Regions from separate parts of the Mus musculus genome. Here all the other regions are linked to region 1. A link is a contact called in public HiChIP or PLAC-seq and promoter capture Hi-C data. All regions are on one chromosome and are shown on one strand. Each heading gives the region's core, a stretch centred on a gene start, on an enhancer-like site or on the middle of the called end of the contact. The rest is flanking DNA. Distances are from core to core; before and after follow the strand shown. Region 1 holds the start of Fbxo16 (F-box protein 16). Region 2 holds the start of Scara3 (scavenger receptor class A, member 3). Region 3 overlaps Gm36924 (a long non-coding RNA gene). Region 4 holds the start of Ccdc25 (coiled-coil domain containing 25). Region 5 has its middle 23 kb from the start of Pbk.

Region 1 (2,567 bases), core at 44-2,543:
GCCATTGTCCACACCATCCCCATTACACAATAATTTTCCTAAGGATCTATCCCAGGCAGGCCTCAAACCTGCTCCTGAAGTCATGGATGACCTTAAACTTCGGATCCTTTTGCCTGCATCTCTCAAGTTCTAGATTGCAGTGTTCGCCACACGCCTGATTTATGCAGAGTTGGGTTCTGGCTTCATGCATGCTGGACAAGCATTCTACCAAGTATTCGATACTCCAAGCCCTAAGTTTCGTTTTGTTCTGTCTCGATTTTGTTTTTGTTTTGAGATAGAGTCTGCCTCATACCCCTGGTCGGCCTGGAACTTGCTATGTAGACCAGGTTGGCTTTAAAGTAACAAAGATCCACCTGCCTCTTGCAGGGTCTGTGCTGCCAAACCGTCTCATCTCACTAATGACTGGAATTCCAATTCCTCAACTCGAAGTCTGGGTCAACTCAATGTAACTATTTCAACCTAGTGCCCCCTTTTCCTGTACTCTGTCCAAATCCACTGACAGCCTGACCACTGTAAGGACAGTGGCATGAGGCCCTGATGCTTTGGGGCTCGTGTATTCTGTCACTGCTCATTTAAACTCCAGTCACAGTATCACAGCCGTACATAGTAGATGCTCAATAAATGTTATTCAATGGAAGGGGGAAAATGTCCTGGAAGAGCATGGGGAGGGGGAGTTTGAGAATTAAACCTTGTGGGACTGCACACTGAAACTCAGAATATGCTGACCCTGGCACAGAGGAAATACTCAAGGTTGTCAAGAGTTTTATTCGGAGGTTACAACGAAGACTAGGATTGAGTTTCTCTGCTAACACACAATTCTCCCACAGTACACTGTAAAATCACCAGACAAAGGGGATCTCGCACAGTATCAGAAATAGAGGGCGGGTAGGTTTAAATAGGAATTCACCCTATATTCAAATAGTTAAAACCGAAATAAGCACTGTAATGCATGGTTCTCAAAGCTACTGCTTGACCTGCACTGTAATTGTTGGTTGTTAATTGCAGAGGTGTGAAGCAGCCATTGAAACCGCAGCGCACTTTAATCCCCAGGAGCCCCAGCAAGCTTTTGGGAAGCTGGGGAGCTCTCTCAGAATCTCCGTGTTTTTCCTGCTCTACCCACTGCTCACCTCAGCAGCTGGCTTCCTTCTTCAAGCCTCTGGTTCTGGGGTTGCTATCGTTGCACTAGGGCAGCTTTCTTTGACTCCTTTCAGCCCCCACCTTACTGCTTCCAGCAGGCCAATCGCCATCTATAAATCCTGTCGCTGGCATCCGGGGTCTCTTAGGCAACAATGTGTGGACTCTTGATTGGCCAGGGTATCCAAGGAAGGCTGGCTCCAAAATTGGGCACAGAGATAAAAGGAGAAAGTGTGGCAGTCGGGTGAGTGGGAGGAGCTGTAACATCTTGATAAAATTCTTGGAGGAAGCTGTATCCAATCCTGAAACCAGCAGCCTTGAAAAACCTCCCTTCAAGACTTGCTGCGTTTGTGTTCCAAAACAGACCGAGCATGCTCAGTTGTGTTGCTCTGGTCACTCGGGAGCTCCGAAACGCAAACTCCATTATGCCAGGTTTTAAGACTGCCCAGACGGAGGAAATAACAATTGGCTACGGGTCAGATGGGAAAAAAAGCACCTGCAGAGGGGAGGGGAGGTCGTGGGGGAACTGCCCCAAGCCAAGTGACAGATACGCCAGGGAACCAGCAGATGGCACGCCCTTATAAGAATAACTGTATTTAGGTTTTAAGATCCAGTCACATTTAATTAGCTAAATGTATTGAGCACCCAACTTGTAGTGAGAACCACAGAATTCAAGGATTAAAAAAAAAGAAGAAAGAAAAAAGAAAGAGAGAAAGAGAGAAGGAAGGAAGGAAGGAAGGAAGGAAGGAAGGAAGGAAGGAAGGAAGGAAAGGAAGGAAGGAAGGAAGAAAGAAAGAAAGAAAGAAAGAAAGAAAGAAAGAAAGAAAGAAAGAAAGAAGGAAGGAAGGAAGAAATCTGAAGGCGGGAATGGTAGCTCAATCCTGCAATCCTAGCACTACGGAGGTGGAAGCAAGAGGGTCAGGGTTCCTAGGAAAGTTTTGGCTACAAAGGGAGTTGGAGACTAGCCAGAACTCCAAAACCCTGTCTAAAACATAAGAGAAATCTAATGAGAGAAACTCAACAGTGTAATGTGCAAATAACCAACGGATCTAGTAGCTGTGATAACAAGTCCTGAAGAATTCCGAGAAGTTGGAAATCCCATGCCTGTGTAAACAGTGCAAAACAATTTTGATAAGCAGCAGCAAACCAAAACTTAACCCCAGTACCTAAAAAGAATACAACTTCCCAAACTACCTTTGCGTACTAAAACAACGGACACCTCCAACTTAAGCAGTCCTACAGATCCTACGTGTTTCATCATTTTTAAAAATAGTATAGTTTTAAATTTAGGTTTATTTACATGTGTGTATCTATGTCTGAGTGTTAGCCTGTGTCTGCCATGTGTAGAGGTCAGAAAACAACTTTCAGGAGCCGAGTCTCTGCATCACGTAAGTCCAGGGCTTGAACTCATGTAATAAGGCTTGCCACCAAAT
Region 2 (2,567 bases), core at 21-2,520, 690 kb before region 1:
GTGGGTGTGAGTCCTGAGGCAATAAAGAACAGCAACAGGACACATGTTAGAAATAGAGCTTTTTTAGAAAAGAAAAGAAAAGAAAAGAAAAGGAAAGGAAAGGAAAGGAAAGGAAAGGAAAGGAAAAAGAAAAGAAAAGAAAAGAAAAGAAAAGAAAAGAAAAGAAAAGAAAAGAAAAGAAAAGAAAAGCTCACACCCCTATCCAGCCCCACCAAGAATGGGAGTAAGCTGAGGGAACTACCCCAAAACATGTTGGACCAAGAGGTCATTTACCTAACACAATTTCTCCCCGTGTCAGGGATGCCCAGGTGGTGGTCAGGAGGTGGGGGGGGGGGGGGATGGGGATAGGGAGTGTGAGGAATAGGGGGGTGGGAACCAGCTCTCCTCTGCCAGTTGGCTTCCTTAGTGTTGCTGTTGATGTTACCACCATCTCCAATCTCCATCTTCAGCCAGGAGACCAGGCTGGGTTGTCCTCCCTCTGGAGGTCCTGACCTTTGCCATCATAATGTCCGCCACATCTCCGTGCTGTTGCTTAATTGCTGGCTTTCTGGTCCTTACCGACAAGTGTTCCTCACCTTCTCCCAGAACTTGGGGCAGGATCTGGAAGTTGGGAGGTGACCAACCGACCAACCGCTGAATGTGTGGTTAACATATGCTCACTTAACACAAAATGGAGCTTTTATGGGGGTTTTTATGACAAGAGTCAACTTCAAGTCTGAGGCGGCTTTCCCTCTAGGGTCCTTTACACCAGTGGCCCAGCCACATGTAGCAGGATTTGGGAGTGCTCAGGGCCCAGTTCTCCCTTGCAGATAAGAAATTCAACATTACTGAACTTAGCAGTGGCAGAACCATAGCAAGCAAGCCCTGTCAACTAGAGACGACCAGGTTAAGAGGAGGCTTGCAGTGCAGAGGTGTACGGATGTGGAGAGCACAGACCAGAGCAAAACCAACAGTTGGCAGAAGGCTGATGCCCAAGAATTCTTGCTCCTCCCGGTCTCTCTGCTTTATAGCCAGGCAAAGGAACTATACAGGACTGAAATCCAGGGTCCCGGTCCCCGCCCACCACAACTGTAACCACGCTTTCCCCCGGGGTGGGGAACCCTCTCGCGCACCCAGCCCCACGCATCAGGGGCACAAAGGGCCCTGGCAGCGGCAGTTTTGAAAATATCAAGGAAGTTGATCTGGGCCGGGGCCCAAGCGGTGACGACGAGGGAGGGCGGGAGGCGGAGGGAGGGATGCGCGCGAGGCCAGGACTGCGGGGCGCGGGGCAACACAGCTCGCCGGGCTCCGGCGGGCAGCGTGGTGTCCCCAGCCTGCGACCCCCGGGATCCTTCTCCTGCTTCGCCGCCCGAGCAGCGGCACAGCGCCGCATGTGTCCCCACCCAAGCCTCAGACCCGCGGGCCGCACTTAGGGGCCGCGGTCGGTGCCTGGGGAGGACCCCGGCTTCCCGCTCCATCCAAGGCTACTCGAGCGCCGCGGGGGCCCTGCAGAGGCCCGCGCAGAAGGGACCATGAAAGGTAAGCAGACTCCCCGGGAGCATAGAGAACATCCATCCTTCCTCCCAAGACAAGGGCCGGGCCAGGGCACCCTGATGCCTGGGCTGCAGGAGGGCTGAAAGTCCCCATAATAGATATTACAGGTCAGGGCCCCTGACTTTTTAAAAAAACTATCCTTCAGGAGATAGTGAGGAGGGATGGGGTAGGGTCGGAAGGGGACAGGAAGAGCCCTAAGTCCGGAGAAAGAGAGGAAGGGTGAACCATCACACAGGGCCCTTGCAGCAACCGGCCTCACCGCCATTGCTCTCCTACCCCTTAAAACAAATTTAAAGTTCCGAGAAGATTCGGATCCAGTTCCCCAGTGAGCACAGAAGGATGCTTGGTTGTGGATCACAGCTGAGGTCCCATCCCAGAGGCTCCCGCAGACCCTCCCCAGGTGTAAGCTGCTTCTCTTACCAACTCTGTCCCCTTCCCTCGCTATCAGACCAGTCGGAGCCCCACTATCTGACACTCCCTGACCTCTGACTTGAGGACAGAGCAACTGAGCAAGCCCTGAGGGCCAGACAGACATGGAATGGAAGTAAAAACCCTTCTTGGTTCCAAGCTGTACCTCCCGGGTACCGGAGAGCTCCCTTCCAGGTCATGAGGTTTGGGGTACTCGCTCTGGTGCCTTTTGGTAACTCTCCCCTAGCAGCCGAAGGAGAACTTCCACCACCTCTAACTTCCTCAGAGGGCCCGTGGGATGGTGTTCAGGGCTTCAAAGCTCTACTTTCGGGGGGAGTGGGGGTTGATGAAAAGTGACAGTTGTGACAGGAGATCAGGCCCCATTTGTCAAGCCTGCTTCAACTGGTGCAGTGGTGGTTTGTCTCTCTGGTGTCCAAGGATTGGGTATTCCAGAGGAAAGGGCCTGGCAGACAAATCTCTGACTGGTCCCATGTGCCGCTCATTCAGTACTCCCACAGGACCCACACTTGGTCCTGTGATGGTGCCACTGATGGAATCTTGAAATGCATAATGTTTTAAACAAGGACTCTCCCCACCCTCCTCTTTCATTTTGCATCGAGTCCCTG
Region 3 (2,567 bases), core at 20-2,519, 630 kb after region 1:
CCAAATGGGATTAAAGGCTTCTTTAGAGAAACTACATTCCTTCTGATTGACTGAGAAACACTTGGCTGTCTCGTCTAGTCTTGGGTTTGTAAGAGCCATCCTCCATATGTGGTCTTAACCTCCTTCTCCACCAAGCCTAAGCCAAAATTATGGTCCATGTAATATGCTCTGCTTTGGTTACTGGCCTTCCTAATTGAGTCCCTGTGTCCTTCCAACTGTCATTAAGATAGGTCAGGCACATAGCCTTCTATTTTAGTAACAACTGAATCATGCATTTGTTGGTATATAATCTGAACCCTTAAAACCACGGTCAGAATACTCCCAATGTTAAAAATTAAACAAATGCTATCCGAGTACAAACAAAGGTAGCTAGTGAGTCCACAGGCAAAGTCAAAGACTGACAGCTAACACTTGCAGTTGGAAGGCCTTTGGAGCTGTGTCCTTGGGTCATATCTTACCCAGTGGCAGTAGCAGTGGGCAATCTATTACTGGGGAGGAGCCAGAGAGCCAACATCCGCAGCTGTGGACATGGACAACGGACTATCTAGGCACTCTCCATGGGAAACTAAAGGCACGCTTGTTTTCAGCCCTATATTTTAGTCACTATGTAGGGTTTGTATTTGTCCCATGGTCTTCCACATTCTTCAATATAACTTAGGGCTCCCCAGTATCTTGGGGGAGGGGAGGGTTCTCCTACATTGTGAAACATTTGGCACTGAACTTGTAACACAACCACCATGAAAAGGAGACCCTCACTCATTCTGGTAGAGGTAGATGCTTGTGTAACTCTTTTAGAGAGAATCCTATATTTACTCTCCAGAGGAGTCTTACACTTGTTTATTAGTTTCAATCTGGTAATTCCACTTCTCAGAGACTTATCTTAAAGAAACAATGAGAATGGCAGCAAGATGCTCCACTGGCAAAGGCCTGGCCAAACTGAGTTTGATCCCAGAAACCCATGTGAAGGTGTGACGAGCTAACTGCATAAATTTATCCTCCCTCTTACATCTTACACACACACACACACACACACACACACACACACATGACCACGTGTGGGCTATGGTAAGCCCGCCTTCCATTTTCTTGGATTTATCCCAGTTCCCTCCCTTCACTCTTGTGAATGCTATCAACTTCCTTATTAGAACAGAAACTGGATATGATGACCGTAATAGGCACCGATGGGACGGGACGGTGGAGGCTGGGGTGGGACTGGGGCTTAGGCTGGCAAGGTGCATGGTTCAGGCTGCTATGTTCCAAGGCTGGAGGCCATCCTGGGGACAGCCTGGATAGTAAGCACTGACAGCCAAGGACGGACTGATCAAAGATGGCTGGCTGGTTGGAGGCGAAGACCAGAATAGAAACTAAAGCAGCAGTCAAGGTGCCAGGAGGTCAAGGCGAGTCTGAAACTGGTTCTCCTTCCAGGATGTTATCAGTAAACCATAAACCAGATTAGGAACCCAGGAAGTCAGGAAGGTGAGTGAGTCAAGGTGTGTTTGTGACCTGATTTGAAGACAGGCTTGTTTGCCTTTCTGAATCCTTCAGGGCAGGAACTGGGGTCATGGGCTATCCCAGGCACACAGAGAGCAGCTGGAGGAACAACTGTGGAGGACTACGTGGCTGTGGGTGGGTCCTGGGTATGAGGGACGGGAAGCCCTGGCAGTGCCACTGAGAGGACTATTTGGCTAGACTCACTGCAGGGAGCTTTTAAATAAATCCCAGAGTTCAGCCACACCCCAGGCCAATTATATTGGAATGTCTGGGGGTGGGGCTCAGAGTCAGTTGTTAATGTTTCCTTGGTGATTTAAATGTTCAGCGGGAGAACCTGGTGGGATCTCAGATCTGCTCCTTACAGAGGGTGCAGGTGGGGGATCAAGTGACCAGCCAGTAATTACGAAACAAACTTTTTTTTTTTAAGTGTCTAAAGAAATACTTAAGCCATTGTAAATATATGGGAGTATTTCTATTCTTTTATTTTATTGGGTCAGAAGTCTTACCATGTAGCTCTGGCTGGTCTGGAAGGAAGTCGTCCAGGCTAATCCAGGCTGGCCTCAACTCACAGAAGTCCTCCTGGCTCAGCCTCCCAAGTGTTGGGATTGATTACAAGGGTGCACCAATATGTTTGGTTACTGGCACAGGGGATGGAACAGAGGACTTTGTACATACCAGGCAGGCATTCTATCAATTGAGCCTGACCTGGTTCCAGATGGTTTTGATCAGAGATTTCTAAAGGCATAGTGATACTGTGGGAAGTGACTGGCCCCTGACATACAGGTCAGTCTCCTTCAGCACACATTTACTAACACTTGCAGTTAGGATCCACCTCAGTGAACACTGTCCTTCGTCAATGCTGCCAAAGGCACTATGAGGCCAGCAGTCGACAGCCTAGCTTTGCAGGTGCAGAGTCTAAGGGGAAATGGCTTCCCAAGGTTACAGACGAGCACAGAGTCGGGTGTGACTCCAGGATTTCTGACACAAACTGCCCTTTCTAGCTCTTTGCTGACTTGACTGCCCTCCACTGAACGACTGGGCTCTGATTATGCAGAGAGACACAAAGAGATCTAGTC
Region 4 (2,567 bases), core at 18-2,517, 570 kb before region 1:
CAGAGGGTAGCATGAATTCAAAGCCAGCCTGATCTACACTGTGAGTTCTAGGCCAGCCAAGGGCTACATAATGAGATCCTGTCTCAAAAATAAACAAACTAAAAAGTACTAAGAGACAAAACCACCAAACAATAACTCCAGATCTGGGGACCTAGAAAGTAATGCCAACGTCAGGGAGCCTTCAGGCAGGAGAGTCTATGTTTGAAGCAACCTGAGCCACTCACTGTCTCAAGAAGGGGCAAAAATCAACACAGCAGCCAACTGTGTAAGTAGGGCACTATGCTAAGGAGACAAGACAGACTGCCCCTCAAGAGACCTGCCCGGTAGCTCAAGCAGACACCTTTTAATACCACATGAGAGCAGTCCTAAAGGAATGTTAAGGGGGGTCCAGAAAGAAATGCATATTTTATCTTGACGAGGAAACTGGGTCTCACACAGTGTCTTCAAAAAGGCAAGCGCTATTTTAATGGGGTGAGAGTTTAAAATTAGAAATTGATTCTGGACAATATGGGCAGAGAAACTAAGTTGACGCGGCATTTCCTGGAAACCGAAACAGCTCTTTCTGGCCTTCCAAAACCAACCCAGTAGCCTTAGCAGACGTCCACTGGACCATCACCTCTGCCCAGGGAGGGGCTGTACTAACATTCCAGCCCTCCGATTGCTCTCCGCGGCACCCCAGGCCCTCCCTGCGTAGGAGGGCAAGCTACTCTTCCTGCAGGAGACATCTGCTGGCACCTGTCGCACTGGTCAAGCATCGCTCCAAGGTGCGGGCAGAACGCTAGGGCAAAGGCTTGCGACGGGGACGTGGGGGACTAGGCTGGAACGCACACACGTCCAGGAAGCGTTGGCGGGTCTGTCAAGTGGGGACGAGAATGATTACCGGGTATAAAGAAAGCGGGGGCGCATTCCCGCCGCGACCACCGGGGCCAGGGGACGACCAGGCAGCCGAGGGGACGGCCAAGCAGGGAACCAGAAGGCTCTGGGAGAGGTGCCCGCGGAAGGACGCGGTTCAGGACTAAGTCCAAGCCCAGCGCGGCGGCTGGGGAATGCCGGCTTTGGAAGCAGGGGCCCCGGCGTCACTCACCGCTGCTGCTGGTGAAGTAGAACACCATGATCCTGGTAGAAGAGTGGCGACTCCTACTCAAAACGCGAAGCTTGAGATACCGCCGGCGCGAGGGTGAGCCGGCTTCCAGGCTCTCCTCAGGACACTTCCGGCGGACGTGCCGTCGCGTCACAACGCCGTCCTGTCAGCGCCATCTTTAGTCCTGGCGAAGGGAAGGGTGTTGGCGGAAGAGCAGGTGTCCCGGGGATTTTGAGGATTCCGCTCAAGCGTCTGGTTGAAAGAAATTAGCTGGGGAAATACATCTTGTTTGAAGTCATAAAGAAAAAATACTAAGGGCAGACTTTATTTTCAGAGGCTCTACTAAGTGGACACGAGAGTTGGTCATCGCTTTTTATGTCTTCCCACTCAACCCAATATGGGCTCCATGCGTGCAGAAACTGCCTTTTTCATGCATGGTTAAGGGTCCCTGTAACCATTTCCTCAGGAGGCACTCAGTAAGAACCAATTTTTTTAAAAGATTTATTTATTATTATACGTAAGTACACTGTAGCTGTCTTTAGACACACCAGAAGAGGACATCAGATCTCATTACGGACGATAGTGAGCCACCATGTGGTTGCTGGGTTTTGAACTCCGGGCCTTCGGAAGAGCAGTCAGTGCTCTTTCTTACCCACTGAGCCATCTAACCAGCCCCAAGAACCAATTTTTAAATAAACTCATTCTCCCATTACTTGACATAGGTGAGGGTTTTGTTGTGTTTTTTGTTTGTTGACTTGACCAAACTAGTCAGAATAGAGTTAGGTAATGTTCATCAAACCCTATCTAAGCCTGAGATGGCCTCAGCAAGAATACAAGATGGAAGAAATGCTGCACTGTCTTGCCCAGTCAAACAATGAACTAAATTGCATCGAGGACAGAAGGTTCTCAAATGAATTGTTACTGTTACTACCCAGAGACACTCTCCTTTTTTGGGATTCCGAGTAGGGCTATTTTTTGTTCCTTTAAATCTAATGTCTGCTCCTTATTACCTACAAGACTGAACAAATACCAAACTTCTGAAGTTCAGAACCTCTTGCTATAAATTTACAAAATTCCACAGCCTTCCTAGGTTTGACTTGGAAGTTTTTCTTATTTCTGATAAAGAAAAAATATGAGAGTCCATTTCGGGCTGTATCCCTCCAACAAGCTCCAAAAGTCAGACCACACAAAAGGGCTACAGAAAAGGAGTTTTACCGTCCCTGGAGAGCCTAGTCTTTCATAGAGCAGGAAATTCTAGGCAAGTAGAACCTGATGGTAAAAATGTCCCCTCTTTGGCTTTAACTCTCTCAAAAGAAGAAACTAGCCAGAGTCTCCCACTAAGCAGTTTCCACTATTGTTCTAATTCTTTCACTTTACAAAACCCACTATCATTCTGGGTTTCCTGGTGCTGGTCAATGTTGTAGGCTATCCACCAGAGAAGACTGCTCCAACATGGGTTTAAACCAATAGAAAGTCTTTTTTAGTT
Region 5 (2,567 bases), core at 42-2,541, 520 kb before region 1:
GACAGCACAGTTTAGTGGTGCCTTTGTCACCAATGATCAGGCCAGGGCCCTTTGTCCTACATGAATGATGTCACTATAAGCAATGAGTAGTTTTGATAGTACCGGGCCCTTGAGAGCCTCAGGCTTATGGATAGAACTGAAAAGCTTGGATGCTTTTATCCTTGAGAACTAGAGGTGTAGGCCCAGTCACTCTGACAAGAGGCTCATTGATCTGGGATTTGGTTATCAGTGCCTGGCACTTGGCAATGCAGTGTCAATCAATAGGAGTTAATGCTAGCCAGCTACAGCTCCTAACCTTGGGTGTCAGGATTCTTGGTCTCCAAGACTTGGCAGAACCCAGGGCTGGTCATCTATGATGACTTTGGATTTTTAAAGCCTCTGACGTCTGTACTCTTAGGCTACCTTTCTCATTCTGTCCGTCTACAGTCTTTGTTATCCCCACCACCTACATTTGCCTCCTTTGCTCCCCATTCTGTCCATCCCTCGCCGGAGGGGTACTACTGCTGGGGCCCTCAGTAAAGAATGGAGTCTACATGTGGGTGAAGACATGCCATTGTTGCCTCCATGTTCAGTTGGTCAGTCACCTGGATACCCCTCAGGAGAGTGGATCTACCTTAAACCATGCTGAAGAGAAAGGAAGAGTCATTTTTCCTTTAATAAGACAATCTGTAACACCCCTCTGTGCCATTGTTTCAGGGCTGCCACTGGGTTCTGTTGTGTCTGCCTTAGAAACTGTAATTTCCCATTTTCTGCCTTCTCATCTATCTTTGGAAGCTAGCCAGAGCCTAAGCAGCTTTCCTCAGCACTCCTGGCTTCACTCTTTCTTTACCATGCCCCACCTTGCTGTGTAGCTGCTTGTCCATCAGGTGGCTGGCCTCCATATTGGCTTAAGGCAAACAACATGAATGTTTCCTCCTCCTCCTCCAAGCGGCTGTTGAGAGAGAGACAGTTTGTCTGCCCTGGTGTTTTTCTTTTAAACTCCGATTAAATCACTCTTGAGCTTTCTTCTGGGTTTGTTCTTCGATTCCTTTATTAATGGGACTCAGAATCTCATAAAGGAACTCTGATTTCTGCGGGGGGTGGGGGGACTGCTGCTGTCACTTCAGCGGCTTGACCACCGACTGTCTCTCTGTCATGATAGTAGCAGTTCAGCCTGTCCTACTTATGACAAAATGTAGGTTGACTCAAAAAGTGAACTCAGCAACCCAGTTAGACAGCCAGGAGCGTGGTATGGAGTGACAGTGTGTGTTCAAATGTGGTGACTGGAACACCAACCACAACACACCCTCCAAAGTTTCCTCCAGCCTGTGACTCACAAGGTTTTAGGCTAAGTCATGAGGAGAATGGTCTCCGGCCTCCAGCCCCTGCAAGGTCTAGAGCCATCGCCTGCAGGATCATGTAAATTTGCTCCAAGCTTGTCTTGCTTAGGCTAAAGGTTCCTGTCACACTAGTTCAGGCTGTGGCTGGTCGGATGCGGGACACCATTTTAACCCACAGGATTTGGCTTTGAGGAGGAAACAGGACGGCGGCAGGAAGTGCAATCAAGGAAACTATGTTCTTAAGCGTGGCCGACGACTATGGGGTCCATCCACTCACGCCACTCAGCGTGACTAGGGTCTCGACATGTGCCAAAACCCGGGCTGTTTACTGAGGAGATAAAGCTGAGTGGGACTTAGACCCCAGGTGACAGTCAGCTAGCTGTATAAATGGCTCTCTCACATATACTGGACAGGATAGAGGGCTGTAAGTGTGACATACAGGACAAAAAACATCTTGCCTATAGTAGCAGATTTTTCTACTATATAGATTTTGGTTAGCAGGGTGTTTGGTTTTTGTTGTTGCTGTTTTATTGTTGTTGTTTTGTTGTTTATGTTTATATTTTTTAAATTTTGCTTTTGTGTATATGTGAGTGCGTATACATGTGAGTGTGTGTATGTGTGTGGATTTGAGTGTGAGTGTACATGTGTGCATGTGTGTGAGTGCATGTGTGTGAGTGCATGTGTATGTATGAGTGTGTGAGTGTGTGCAGATGTGTGTGTATGTGTGTTTATGTTCATGTGTTTGAGTGTGAGTATGTACATGTTTACATGTGTGTGAGTGTGTTTGAGTGTGAGTGCATGACTGTGTATGTGTGTGTTTATGTGCATGTGTGCATGTGTGTATATGTGTGAGTGTGTGTATGTGTGTGTATGTGTTTTTGAGTGTGAGTGCATCCATGTGTGTATGTGTGAGAGTATATGTATACATGTCAGTGTGAGAGTGTATGTGTGTTTCTGTGTGAGTGTGAGTATTGTGTGTGTATGTGAGGGTATGAGTATATGTTTGCGTGTGTTTGTATGTGTGTGAGTGCGCGTATGTGTGTGAGCGAGTGTACGTGTGTGTTTGTGTGCGCCACAGAATGAATGTATTGCTTGGAGGACAGCTTTTGTGAGTCAGTTCTCTCTGATCGCCATGTAGGTTATGGGAATTAAATTCAGGTCATTAGGCTTGTGTGGCAAGCACTTTGAGCTGCTGAGCTTCACTTGCCAGCAGGTGAAGAGGCTTTGAGGTAATAAAATACTGGATCT

The links. Promoter capture Hi-C pulls out the DNA fragments that hold promoters and counts their contacts. HiChIP or PLAC-seq counts read pairs in DNA pulled down with a chosen protein or histone mark.
Region 2: an HNF4G HiChIP or PLAC-seq map of pancreatic cancer cells shows a contact between it and region 1. The contact joins the promoter of Scara3 here to the promoter of Fbxo16 in region 1. A contact is called at or near these places in 7 of 39 promoter capture datasets (the 3T3-L1 cell line, HPC-7-derived erythroid cells, the SN4741 cell line and 4 more) and 1 of 115 datasets of contacts at active chromatin or transcription factors (pancreatic cancer cells).
Region 3: a contact with region 1 is called in an HNF4G HiChIP or PLAC-seq map of pancreatic cancer cells. The contact joins the enhancer-like site here to the promoter of Fbxo16 in region 1. A contact is called at or near these places in 4 of 39 promoter capture datasets (embryonic stem cells, hippocampal neurons, pre-B cells and 1 more), 10 of 484 Hi-C or Micro-C datasets (B cells, cortical neurons, embryonic stem cells and 1 more), 4 of 115 datasets of contacts at active chromatin or transcription factors (embryonic stem cells and pancreatic cancer cells) and 1 of 9 other capture datasets (liver).
Region 4: a contact with region 1 is called in a promoter capture Hi-C map of neural stem cells. The contact joins the promoter of Ccdc25 here to the promoter of Fbxo16 in region 1. A contact is called at or near these places in 2 of 39 promoter capture datasets (cranial neural crest and neural stem cells), 1 of 115 datasets of contacts at active chromatin or transcription factors (astrocytes) and 1 of 9 other capture datasets (adipose tissue).
Region 5: an HNF4G HiChIP or PLAC-seq map of pancreatic cancer cells shows a contact between it and region 1. The contact joins the enhancer-like site here to the promoter of Fbxo16 in region 1. A contact is called at or near these places in 6 of 39 promoter capture datasets (the C10 cell line, the HPC-7 cell line, embryonic stem cells and 3 more) and 1 of 115 datasets of contacts at active chromatin or transcription factors (pancreatic cancer cells).

What each region holds. Positions count from the first base shown.
Region 1 is chr14:65,265,344-65,267,910 of GRCm38.p6, reverse strand. Fbxo16 (F-box protein 16) reads right to left here and starts at 1,293. Exons shown (of 8, transcript NM_015795.2): 1 at 1,128-1,293.
Region 2 is chr14:65,952,447-65,955,013 of GRCm38.p6, reverse strand. It overlaps Scara3 (scavenger receptor class A, member 3), which reads left to right and starts at 1,270. Exons shown (of 6, transcript NM_172604.3): 1 at 1,270-1,518. The coding sequence starts at 1,512.
Region 3 is chr14:64,632,168-64,634,734 of GRCm38.p6, reverse strand. All of the region lies in intron 2 of Gm36924 (a long non-coding RNA gene), which reads right to left. Among named protein-coding and RNA genes, the nearest start is that of Gm36924, 8.9 kb to the right of the region's middle. Within about 2 kb of position 1,269, at least 65 of the 459 cell types and tissues checked have an H3K27ac peak or open chromatin away from gene starts, as enhancers often do. A contact at or near this core is called in embryonic stem cells, liver, pancreatic cancer cells and 1 more, where this site is marked.
Region 4 is chr14:65,836,002-65,838,568 of GRCm38.p6, reverse strand. Ccdc25 (coiled-coil domain containing 25) reads right to left here and starts at 1,267. Exons shown (of 9, transcript NM_145944.5): 1 at 1,085-1,267. The coding sequence starts at 1,112.
Region 5 is chr14:65,781,880-65,784,446 of GRCm38.p6, reverse strand. No RefSeq gene overlaps it. Among named protein-coding and RNA genes, the nearest start is that of Pbk, 23 kb to the left of the region's middle. Within about 2 kb of position 1,291, at least 26 of the 459 cell types and tissues checked have an H3K27ac peak or open chromatin away from gene starts, as enhancers often do. A contact at or near this core is called in pancreatic cancer cells and trophoblast stem cells, where this site is marked.